Linked DNA regions of Zea mays: regions 1 and 3 are each linked to region 2. A link is a contact called in public Hi-C data. All regions are on one chromosome and are shown on one strand. The core of a region is the stretch at or near the end of the contact, and the rest is flanking DNA. Distances in the headings are between cores, read along the strand shown.

What was found. A called contact is a pair of places that touch in the nucleus more often than the background predicts.
Region 1: a contact with region 2 is called in a Hi-C map of ear, with 2.8 times the contacts expected there. The contact joins the promoter of LOC100277068 here to the promoter of LOC100275761 in region 2. A contact is called at or near these places in 2 of 25 Hi-C or Micro-C datasets (ear and tassel).
Region 3: a contact with region 2 is called in a Hi-C map of tassel, with 2.7 times the contacts expected there. The contact joins the promoter of LOC100191533 here to the promoter of LOC100275761 in region 2. A contact is called at or near these places in 2 of 25 Hi-C or Micro-C datasets (ear and tassel).

What each region holds. Positions count from the first base shown.
Region 1 is chr1:220,649,255-220,653,163 of Zm-B73-REFERENCE-NAM-5.0, forward strand. LOC100277068 reads left to right here and starts at 1,664. Exons shown (of 3, transcript NM_001150735.3): 1 at 1,664-2,039; 2 at 2,895-3,132. The coding sequence starts at 1,737.
Region 2 is chr1:220,399,327-220,403,807 of Zm-B73-REFERENCE-NAM-5.0, forward strand. LOC100275761 reads left to right here and starts at 1,785. Exons shown (of 2, transcript NM_001149765.2): 1 at 1,785-1,898; 2 at 4,050-4,481. The coding sequence starts at 4,062. The coding sequence ends at 4,346.
Region 3 is chr1:220,215,556-220,220,011 of Zm-B73-REFERENCE-NAM-5.0, forward strand. It overlaps LOC100191533, which reads right to left and starts at 1,413. Exons shown (of 3, transcript NM_001367463.1): 1 at 1,178-1,413; 2 at 951-1,080; 3 at 1-823. The coding sequence starts at 1,310. The coding sequence ends at 121.

The DNA.
Region 1 (3,909 bases), core at 414-2,913, 250 kb after region 2:
ATAATGTGTAATATTCTCTATTACAGTAACTTATACACAGTTTCTTTACTGATATGTATTTAGTAGATGTGTAGATGATATATGCATATATATCTAGTTATATGGGGCCTCTATACAAATTTTTGCTTAGGGCCTCCGAAATGTCAGGACCGGCCCTGAAAGAGCCTCGACAGATATGGCCTAGCTGCTAGACGTGAGCCTGCTAGCCTATTACAGGCATGCAAACAGGCCAAATCTGACATGTTTTTATATTGGTAGAGAGATAACCAGAACGCTTAAAACATGCTCTTCCGGCCAGTAGAAACAGTATCCAACGCCCAACGGAACGGTACGATACATGGATGGAGGACGTGAATGCAGCACGCTTACCTGCAGGTGGTCCTGCGGGTTATACCTAAGGATGGCAACAGATCGGATTTGGATCGGATATTGCAAATATCCATCCGCAACCATATGTGCGGTTGCAACAAATATCCGTCTGCGACCATACCCGCGGATAGAAATTTATATCTATGATCATGTCCATCGGGTTTCGGATATCCATCGGATATAAAAGACAATCATTTTTCAACAATTGAATAGCATAATTAATCAATGTTCTTTCCAATTCACCATCATACACAATTAAAACTTAACTAGCCAGTTGCTCGTGCTTTGATACGATTTTTAAATACCATATAAATTGCTATTGACATATTTATTCAAATATAATTATTTTTATTTCTAAACACTAAGTTACATGTAGTCTGGTGGTTAGCCCCAAATTTCTAAGGCAGGGGGGTGTGGGTTCAAGTGCTCGCTCTGCACTATTTTTTGCACGGGGTCGGGTGCTGGGCAGACGCAATAGCTAGTTGTGCGGGCATTGGGGCGAGCCCAGAATGTCAGTGCGGAGGGTGAAGCCGTGATAGCACCAGACACCCATATTAGGTTCTTAATAGATTTGTGCGTTGCCACGAGGCGGGGGAGCATGGGGCGGCGCCTAGGCTACAAATATAATTTTTGTTTATTTCTAAATACTAAGATATGTTGGTATCGTAGTTAGCCCCAAATTTCTAGATTAAAGGGATGTAGGTTCGAGGGATTATCATGCACTTTTTTTTTTGCGATGCTTGGTGGGGAGGGTAAAGCCGTGGTAGCACCAGATGCCCACATTAGGTTCTTAATATTAATATATATAGTAGTATAGATAAAAGAATTATTATGGGCCCGCAGGTCGTGGTTAGGGTCACTAGAGCTTGAAAGGGTTGGCCGTCATTGGTGCTATGGACTATATCACTTGGAAGCAAGGGGCCACAACACACGGCGCAGGAAATCAGCAAGGCTACAAGGAGTGACCAACATTGGGGGATTGAGAGTGTTAGACGTGAGGCTCATAGTGTTAGGGTTTTTCGGATATCCAACTGATAACGCGCGGCTGAAAGGTAATATACTAATCTATGTGCGTCTAATTTAAGGTAGAATTCGGTTCTGACCCATAAATCAAAATATATATCTATATCTAGCTTCATCGGGTCAGATATTCGAGGATATCAAATACTCCGGTTAAATTGACACCCCTCGTTACACTTCTCACGGTCTCACCTACATGGCGATGGCCGCGCTCCACTCGCCACGTGTCCCCGAACCCTCATGTAAATCCAGCACGGTGCATACCCAATCAGTTCCCGTTCCCCTCGTCGACACCTGCAGTGCCAAGTTGCATCGACTCCTCCCCGGTCCTCCACCGCCCGCCGCCGATGGATGTGGATGTGGACGAGGCCACCGCCACCCCTGCCTCCGCCTCTGCCAAGCCCGCTTCCAACGGCGAGGCCCCCTCCGGCGCCCGCGAGGTGGATGTCGGCGAGGAGTACACGCTCGCCGGCGTTCTGCGCAGCTTCGTCGACGGCGTCTGGTACCCGGACGAGCCGCTGCTCCGGCGGCTCCGGGCGGCGTCCTGCGAGGCCGCGCCGCGGCTGAAGGGGGCGTCTCGGAACTCAGCGCGGGATCTGCTCGAGTGGACAAGGCAGGGCAGCGGCCTCCGCGCCATCCTCGTCATCTCGGTGGGCGCGCCTCATTGATCCGTAACATAAGCACGGGTTTTCATGTCCTGTTTACTAAATCTGACTCGATGTTCTTTAGGTGATTGCGTATTGGTACACTTGTTTTACTTTGTGCTATCAGTCAATTGGGTTACTGTGTCATATAGCATTGAAATGTTGGTTTATATTGGTACTGTTTAGGTCTCAGGGGCCAAAATGTTTACAAGATCTGTAGAGGGAAATGAAGAATAGGATGAATTGTAATCCCTCCTTCCTGAAATATAATAGGTATATGCAGGGATGGCAATGGAGAATTGTTCATCGCAGAATAGCTCCACACAGGGGCGAAGCTAGGATTCAAAATTAGAGGGGACCAAATTAGATTAGGGGGCTATTAGAAACATTTTTTGCACTATTTACATAAAATTAGCTAAAGACCTAAGATATCCTGCACATCCCGTCCCCGTGGCCTCTATGTTTGCCCTAAATCAATCTTTAACATCTACAACCTCAAATAGGTAAACAATAAAAATAGATTTAGTACGGTATCAGGGTTTTTAATACTGCTCATTTAGTATCGTAAATATTATCGGTTTTTTCTAAAAACTTATTAAACTGAGCTTAGTTTGACGACTTCGGACAGCTCAAAACTTGCATTTCAAGGTGGAGACTGGAGAGTGCATCTTGTAAGCGGAAACAAAAACATGGTGGATTACTTTCGGTAGCAACAGAGCATGGTTGATTGCTTTCGCATGCAGTTTTGATCCCATAAAACTCTTACATGATACCTTGGTTTGGTATGGCATCCATTTTAGCAATTATTGAAATTTCTCAGTAAATAAATTTTCCTCATTTTACCCTTTTCTGATCTGGCAGGTCGGGACAATCATGCCTATAGCATTGACTGGCCTTTTAATCTTCATGTTCTTTCTGCTAATTGCCACTGCTAATGCGATCATCGTCTCAGCCCTGATGTCACTGGCCGCTGCTGGCGGATTCTTGGCTATCTTCTTTGCTTGCTTGGTTGCAGTGTATATTGGAGCAGTAGGAGTTGCTATCTTTGCCATTTCTGCCATTGTCATCTCATCAGTTGTTGGAGTTATGATTACTACTGGTAAACCATCTTTATTCCCCTGTAGTACAAGATTGTAGTGCTGTTGGTATGTTACTAAGCAAACAACCTTCAGGCATAATATAAATCTTAAATACTTTACCTGAATCTCCAACCATTATAGAAGATGTTCTGTACTTCTGTATCTGAAGTTAATTTGGTCAACGTTAATATGGTGAAACTATAAGAAATGTTTCTTTTTTTCCAACTGAATCATCTCAATCTGTACACTTGCCTGTGTAATAAAGTTAGATCAGAAAATTAGCAATGCCTAGTTCCCACAAGGTGCCTGCGTTCTCGCGTTAGCATCAGAAACGAGTCATGCACTAGATTGTTTTTCAACAATTTAGGAGAACCAAATGTTAGTTTCCCATTTTTATATGCTTAACAGTAAATTGTCAATAGTCACCAACTCTTAACCGAACTCGCCTGAATAAGGACTTGACAAGTTCTTTCCAAGAATGTTCTTTTTTAATGATGCATGTTTTATTAATTTTCAAACTGTAATGACATATGTAGGAAACTACTAAAGGGTGGAACATTTTTTGTTTCCATTATAAAAAAAGAGTGGATTGAAATGGATTGGAGGGGATTAAATCCTGTACTAGTCAAAATAGAATAGAAAGGGATTTAATCTCTCTCAATCCTCACCGATCCCCATGTAATCGAATAAGACCTAATGGGGAATAAAGTGGTATACCTTTAGCAAAAATAGCTTCAGTTTCGATTCTCTTTAGAAATTTCATGGAGATTGTGATGCCCAATATATAGGACGTGAGC
Region 2 (4,481 bases), core at 535-3,034:
GTTCTGGATGCTTAGCCATTGTTGCTGGTTGCTTCCTGGTCACTGGTCAACCCTGGATGATTATTCATATTGGCAGCATTTCATGGGACATACTCAAATAAATTTGTTCAACAATGTGATTCAGAGAAGAATTAGAACTGTTTAAAATTGCATGACCAAACTCATCCATAACTTCTCAGCCCCTATAATTGCTCTGCACACATTAAAAAATTCCATGACCCATCTCATGTTCTGTGGTTAGTTAGTGATATTCCACAGAGTTACCTAGCTTAAAACCTTTAAAGGCCCCAACTCCCTGAAATATCAAACTTATTGTATTTGCTTTATGCTTTAATTAAGTAGGCCTTGGAAACATCAAAACTTACTGTTAGTTAGTGGTATTTGCTTTATACAGCAAAAGATCGTTCAGCTCTGCAGGCAGTTGAACAAGCCGGTCATCGTCGCCTCCCAGCTCCTCGAGTCGATGATAGAGTACCCCACGCCCACCAGGGCCGAGGTCGCGGACGTCTCCGAAGCCGTCCGCCAGCGCGTCGACGCCCTGATGCTTTCCGGTGAGTCGGCAATGGCTGAACCTGCAGTGGGATCTGACAGAGGAGGGAGGAAGGAAATGGCGCTGCATGCGAGAGGAAGACAGAGAAGGAGGAGAAATGGGAAACAGACGGCGTGCGTTGAGGCCGTAAGGGCATAATCGGCAGAAGGATTCGCGGGCCCACCTGCCAGGTGCCCCAAAATTACCCGTGACCTCTTTTGGCGAGCGCGCAGACTCAAACGACCTTTTTGACGACCCCGACTTAAAGTTGTGTATTATGAAGAGCCAGAGGCGGGCCCTATTCAATTCAAGGGTATTCAAATGAATACCCATTATTTTTTGCAAAAGAACTTTAATATATATACATGTATATAGTGTATATGCATGGAAAATAAAAAATAAATCAAATAAATAAAAGAATTCTGTTAATTTGGACTAAAATATCTCATTCCTACCTCTCGTACCTAACTAATTCAACCGTTTGTCGTGGACCATGAAGCCCAACACAGTATCTCACGACAAAAAAAATCCTCAAATTTTATTGTAGTCGCAACATGGCAGAGCCACCAGATACGCCAGCTACCAAGTCGTGGTCACATCTTGCAGCCCCACGTGCCATGGAGACACCAGCACCTCCGTTGAGAAATCGTTGCTCCGCGGCGCAGCTAGGTGCCTAGACTTGACCGACTAACTGTTTGCGTTGCATCTGGCCTCGTTGTTGCGTCGTATATCGTTCGTCGTCCGAGGCTTCAATCCACCGTAGTCAAGGCGTCACCACGTGCCAGGACAGACAACCAGGGGCAAGGTCGTATCGTGCCAATGTCCAAGCCTACCCAGCTAGTGGTCACCCAACCTGGCCTCCCATGCTTTGTTGCTTGCAGTACTAGGCTGCAGATTGGGCATTAGCGATTGGAAAATACCAAAGAGGACAAGCAGTCAACCAGCAATTGAGCAACAACCAACAAATGCATTTAGATTTAAATTTTTTAAAATAGTTGTATGAAATTTAAGTTTAGTAGACTAGTTATTGAATCATTTATGACCATAGCATGTGTGCTTAATTTTAGGTTATACATATAATTAACTATATATATCAATAGACATGTTTTAATCTTCCAAAAAACCATTCTATAAAAAATTTCGGATACCCACCTTATAAATCCTGGGCCCGCCACTGTGAAGAGCGGCAAGATAGAGTGACCCATTTTACCAAATTCCTCTCTTTTAATAGCCGCCGCCCACGTCAACTCCCTCTCCTCCACCAAATCCGCCCATCTCCATTGATTTATGAGGGAAAAACTACGGAGAAATCGGATCTGCTCCCATCCTTCACTCTCTTGCGTGGATTGGATTTGAGCTTCTCTCCAAGGTACGTTCATGGTGTTCTTGGAAGTCCCTTCGATTTCTTGAAATTTCTTGTAAATCCACTCAAGATAGAAGCAATGTGTGTTGTATGGATGGATTTCTCTATGGATTTACACTCTATTGGGTGAGATCGAGAGAAAACACGGTTGAACTGTTCATGCTCAGTTGAACCCATCCCTTGGGTCGATTGAACCATTCAGGAACGAGTTCATCATGTTTCCCTCTTCGATTTCATCACCACACCTTGTATTAGTTGTCTCACACACCTTGTCTGTCATTTGGAAGATGGTGCGTCCTCGAAAGCCCTATGCTGTGGAGAGTGATTTGGAGGACTCTTCCGCCGAGATCGAAGAAGAAGTTATTTTCTAAATCTTTTTTAAAATAAATTTCTACACCATAAATTTTCTACTAAAACATGCAATAATATAGATTCAGTGGGTAGATCATTTCATAAGGAAGTCAATAAAACAAGTTTCACGATTTTTGCAGCTACCAAACATGATATATGCATTTTTGAATATATTAAGAAATCTGTAGATTTGAAGCAAAAGGCATTTAGTCCTAGCCACTCGGGCCCACCTATCATCCACTCCAGAGAGAGCTTCTTCTATGCTGGTCTAGCAAAGAACACAAGTGGGTGGAGGTCACGGCTGCAAAGCCAATGGAGCGTGGAGAAGGGAAGGAGAAGCTGTGCGACAGAGACGGTGCCGGGGCTTGGAGGTTGTGGCCGACGGCTGGAGATGGTGGATTGGTGGCCGGCGTTGGAGGAGGCTGACGGCGCTGGGGAAGACGAGCAACCGGAGCAAAGCAGGGGCGAGCTCTAGGCGCTCCTGGCCTGGGCATCGACGCACGCCGCAGGAAGCGGATAAGGGAGGCTGCGACATGGCGCGCGACTCGCCGGAGATGTGGGGCCGAGGGAGAGGAGGAAGACATACCGGGTCCACAATACATATACACAAACCCCCAAGGCCTCACATGACAGACAACAACACACCCATGCCCACTCAGGTGCACTGATAGCATGGCGCTTCCGAGCACCCTGGACTGCCTCCTGTGCTTGGTATGTCAACGTAGTAGTTCTCACATCCTCACATAGTCACATTCCCCCCTCCTTAAAATTCGATTTGTCCTCAAGTCAATGCAGAATCTGAACAAATTTAGGATCATGATGCCATGAGCGAAGCATGTCTTGAACTGAAACATTGGCTCTTTGTTTAGCAATTAGCATATCCAAAATAAGCAAACTTCACACATCTGCTATTGTGGTCACTTTGGCAGCCAGGTTCCCCATAATCACTGATTTGCACTAGAATAAGCAGCTTCCGTGATAACTTCCAGTGGCAGATCAAACAAATCAAGGATTCCAGTGTTGCCTTCCTAGATTTAGATACTTGTGTAATGTTAACTCCAGACAAGTGTATCTGATATATACTTATCCAAGTCCCATGAAGAAAAATCAGCAAACAAACACTGAATATCAGATGATCGAAGGATGGCAAACCCAGCAACTGAAGACGATTTTTCATGTATTTGGATAAGGTCCTCCTGTAAAGCATTACATAGATTTTGGATCCAACCACATGTATAATTGCCTGACAACTGAGCAATATTCTTGACTTGGACTTAGAGGCCGCCTTGGAGAGTTTTAGTGACCAGCTAAAATATAAGTTTGCATAACTCATACAACTCAAAACAAAATTTGGCCAGGGCATAGTACGATTTGTACCACCCTCCAGCCAAATCTCCAATGAAATGGGTGGGGCCCCTTAAACTTGGCATTGGAGCAGTGCAAGCATGTAGCCAAGAAATGCGGCAACAGCAAGGAGTGCCACTCCTAGAGGAAAATCAGCTTCATGTTGGTACACACAGTCATCAAAGTGGAGCTGAATCTCCCGAATTGTTTGGTTTCCTCTGTCAATCACCAGAAGGGAGCAACTACTGCCAATGTAATAACAAACTTCAAAATCAGTAGACGATTTTGCCTCGTCACTTGGTCCGTCAACCTGCCCTCCTCTGCCTGATTTCCCCCAGTAATGATTGTAACCCGTGTATAACTGTTCTTTCTAATAGCCATGTTCATGGCATCAGCCACACATATATTACCTTTGTCATCGACTGTAACTCCCTTCGGGTGGTATATCCTCCCCTCTCGCAGGTTCCCATCAACATGACCAGGAAATCCTTCGAGAGAACCGGCAACAAGCTTTGGTCTGCTATCTCGGGACAGCGGCAGCGCCATGCTGTAGATGTTGCTGTCCATGATGAGTATTTCGCTGCCCTGGGTAACCTCCATGGAGTAGGGCTCGATCCCCAGCTTACTGTAGTCAAGGATCTTCTCCACAGTGTACCCGCACTCATATTTCACCATCGACTTTCCCCCGCTCGCTGCTATAGCGTTGTTGATGATGATGCAAGGACGTACAAAAGCATCTTTGCCCTTCAAAAGGCATAAAGCATTGTTAAAAACCTCGCCAAAGAGCATCTTATCGCCCATTTCATCTCTATACCACCCAGTAAGCTTGGTCATGGCTGCATTCCACTCGGTCAACCTCCCAAATTGGTCATCACCAAATATTGGAGGAATTAG
Region 3 (4,456 bases), core at 163-2,662, 180 kb before region 2:
AGAAAGCAGTTGCAGTTAACAGAATGAACAACCGTCGTGTCGGAGTAATTTGCTAGTTTAGTGCAGTGACCAGTAAGGTGTAAGGAGGTGCATATCTCATTTATTAAAGGGGTTAACTGCCTAATAGCTAGAGAAGAGCACAATCTTGTTCCCTGGCTCCTGGTCAAACGCAACGCCGCTCCTGATCTGCAGCTGGTTTGCATAGTCGTCGTCGTAGACAGGGGATGGCGACAGCGGCTGCTGCGCCAAGGAGTCGTCCCACGACGCGACCATGTCGTCTAGTAGCCCCATCTGGAACGCGATGTCGGGGAACTCCAAGTCCATGAGCGGGAACAGCGGGTCCTCGTCGCGGCTCAAGGACGACGACACGGAGTCGGAGGCTGCAGAGTAGGACGTCGTGGTCGTGGTCGAGAAAATCGTCGACGTCGGCGGCGCCGTCCGCCCGTCGTCCAGAGGCACCATGATCTCGTCCGGGTCCATCATGGGTACCTCGTCGGTGCAGAAGCCTGGGTAGTAGTTGCTGAGGAGCGGCACGTCATCGTCACCTGCTTCTTGCTGGCTAGCTGGCGTCATCACCGGTACTGCCGTCTTCTCCTGTGGAGGCTTCGGCGACGGAGATGGCGGCGCTTCCGGCGAGCCACCTGTGGCGGTGTGCGGTGGGCTCTGGTGGTCCTTCGGCGGATGCGGATCAGGCGGCGGGAGGGGCTTGTGGGTGAGGGGGTCGATCCCCATCTTCCTGAGCTTCTTCTTGATGTGGGTGTTCCAGTGGTTCTTAATCTCGTTGTCCGTTCGTCCTGGCATGTGCGACGCAATCTTTGACCACCTAACATTTTTTAAGAACATTAAAAAAAAAGAAAACTAAGCTTATTTTCCTTCAAATATGTAATCTAAGATAGATACAGAACACAGTTCATTTTCAGAAGTGGGGGTATGCAATGCATGCATGGCACCTGTTGCCGAGCTGAGCATGCAGGTCGATGACGAGCTTCTCCTCGGCGTCGGAGAGCAGGCCCCTCTTGAGGTCCGGCCGCAGGTAGTTGGTCCAGCGCAGCCGGCAGCTCTTCCCGCACCGCAGCAGCCCTGCATGGCATGGCAACGCGCGACAAGCTTCTCTCGTCATGACAAAAGCTGCGACGATCGATCGAGCATGCACGTACATAGATAGATAGATACGCACCGGCAAGCTTGGGCACGGCGCGCCAGCAGCACTGCCTGTTGCCGAGGATGAAGCTGACGAGCTTCTGGTCCTCCTCCGCTGTCCACGGCCCCTTCTTCAGCCCCACCTTGTCGCAGCACGGCTGCCGACCCATGGTAGCTTAGCTAGAGGCGATGGGCTCGCAGCTCGATCGATCACAATTGAGCGGATGGACGATGGTCGCGAGCTGCTGCGATGTGTGCTGTAGACTGTAGACGACGGGCCGGGGGGTGCTCGAGGTGCAGTGCAGTTCCGTCCTGCTGCGTGCCTTTATAAGGCAACGGGGCGGAGCATGGGAGAGGACATGCACGTACATAGATATACTATTAACCGTAATGCATGTCATGCGTCGACTATGCGTGATCCATCGACCACGCTATTTATCTATCTATACCATTATATAATCTAACAGTTTAAACTTTGCAAAACTCACTCAATAAATTGTAGCCAGATTTAATATACTATTAAAATCAACAGATCAGATTACTGGATAACTCATCCTCCCTTAATCAATCAAATATGATAATCAATATTATTTAAATCATCCTTCATCGCTCATCTCTTGTCTCTCCTACGACCCCGCCCCTACATCTCACTCTTGTCACCGCAGCCGGCACCTTCCTCGCGCCACTATCGCCGTCGTTGTCGCCGTCGCGGTCAAACCGCTTACTACTGAGATCTATATGCTAGTATTTCACAAAAACAAGGGATGTCGTGGTAGTGGTTAGCAGCTTGCGTGCGTAAGTGTGACGTCGTCGAATCCATGAACCTGAGCGGCGGGGCCCGGGCGGCCGTCAGCACCGTTGGTTGGTTCAATAACCTACCACGTGGCGCCCTGAGGCGGGCGGGCCCGTCTGATGAGCTTCTGCTCATGGGTCCGTTTATGCTTGCGTTGCAATTGCAAGTGCTGCACTGCAAAGCCTACAGCCGTCCGCTGCCTTGTCATATACAAGATCACCTTAACGTACAAATTTATAAGTTTAATCCGTACTATTCGTTCAACAACATTCGGTTGAACCTGTGTAGGTCTTATTTGGGAGCAGGGAGAGGGACTTCGAATCGAAGGGGTTTGAGAGGGATTAATTTTGAGTACAAAGAGATCTAATTCCCTCTAATTATTTTGCAACCGAACAAACTCTAAGGTTTGATTCAATTGCGTCTGGATTGAAGGGATTAAACCCCCTCAATCCTCTTCGATCCAGATGCAATCGAACGCCGTTTAAGGCATAAGAATCATATGGAATTAAGGGAGATTAAATCTTCTTTTATTCAATTTTAAATAGGATTGGATTTGATCCCCTCAATTCTTTCGTAGCTGTACATACCTTAAGGGTCTGTTCGTTTCGCATAGAACGAAGGGGTGGAATAAATCTGACTTGGATTCTTTCAATAATTACTATATATAAGCTTTAGAGATTTGGAATTAATCCTGGTCTGTTTCAGCAGAAACGAACGGGCCCTAAAGGCTTGTTCGGTTAGAAGTAAATTGAGGGGATTAAATCCCCCTCCTATACAAATTGGGATTTAGTCCACTCGAATACCCCTCAATCCACTTCTAACCGAACAAGCTCGGGCTAAAATCTCCTTCAATTCCCTCTAATCCACTTATTCCTAAACTAGTTTTTTTCAAATATATAACTGGGCATGGAATGGGATGAAGAGCGTGAAAGATAGTTCTTATAAAACACATTAGCCGATGATTGATGAACGAACTCAGTCTTATGCATAGGATATGTTTCCATTTTTCTTTCTCCTTTCACGACTGAGCTAAAATTATCATGCACTACCGGAGACAGCTTCTTTTCCGACTCTCAAAAAACCAAAAGCACTCGACAAACTCTTTGCTGATTGCCGCACTCGGCATAGCGTCCTCGGTTAAACTAACATCAGCAACAGAACTTTTTGGTCTGATCGTGTTGTGTGTTTTATTTACGCGGCCGTGGCGAACGATGCGGAATTGTCCAGCCGACCATTGCTAGCGAAAAGCTATTATCATCTAGGCGTAATTCGCATGAATCCGCCGCGTACGTGGTTTTTTTTCTTCGTTCCTCGATTATTTGCTGTCTGGAAATAATGAGAATACGAAACTGCGACGAAACGTGCGCGCGCATGTAGTAGGACACGGAGCGATTATATAGTTATCTCATAACTATAACTATATAACACATACATGCATATATAAGTTATCGAGATATTATATATCCCCGTTACAACGCACAGGTACTGACTTAGTCAACACTGAGTTATGCCATCACTTTAAAAGTTTCTAGCGAGTTGCTTGTTTGCTTTTCTTGCCTCGATCCAAAGAACTTATTTTGCGATTTTGATATAGAGAAACTTGTTCGACTTGGTACTCTATATGATAAGGATTTTTCAGTTATTGAATGTGCAATATTAAGAGAGCAACTTGAGACATACATTGTCCACGTGCGAAGGCATGCTGCTTTTGGTACTTGTGAAGATATTGCATATCTATCTATGAAGATGGTTGAAACTAAAAAAGCATCTTGTGTTCCCTTTGGTTTTCAAGCTAATTGAGTTGGCCTTGTTATTACCCGTCTCAACAGCAAGTGTTGAGAGAATATTTTCGGCAATGAACATTAAGAGAGAATTGCGTAACAAAATTGAAGATGATTGGATGAATGATTTGATGGTTTGCTATACGGAGAAAGAGATATTCAAATCCCTTGATGATGAGACTATTACTAGAAGATTCCAGCGTCTTAAAACTAGAAGAATGCAATTGCCTCGAGTCACAACTACAAGATTGACAACTTAGTGGTATATTCACTGCACTATTTACATCAATGTACTTTTCTTGTATTGATGTTCATCTAATATACATCTTTTCTAACTGTAGATTGGATTTTTGTTGGTGATTTTGGTGCCGCACTGCAGATTAAGAGAGAAATTTCGGTATGCATGTTATTATGAAACATTTCTATTATTATTACTTAGTCTCTAGATTATCATCACAAAACTAGTTTTATCTTGTGAGTTGTGATCTAGTCTAGTGATTTAGCTTTTTATAATGTCGCCCCACCTATAATTTTATCCTGCGTCCGCCACTGAACCTGAGCCGGCGGGGCCGAGGCGACGGTCAACACCGTTGGTTGGTTCAATAACCTACCACGTGGCGCCCTGAGGCGGGCGGGCCCGTCTGATGAGCTTCTTCTGCTCATGGATCCCTTTTGCTTGCGTTGCAATTGCAAGTGCTGCACTGCAAAGCCTACAGCCGTCCGCTGCCTTGTCATATACAAG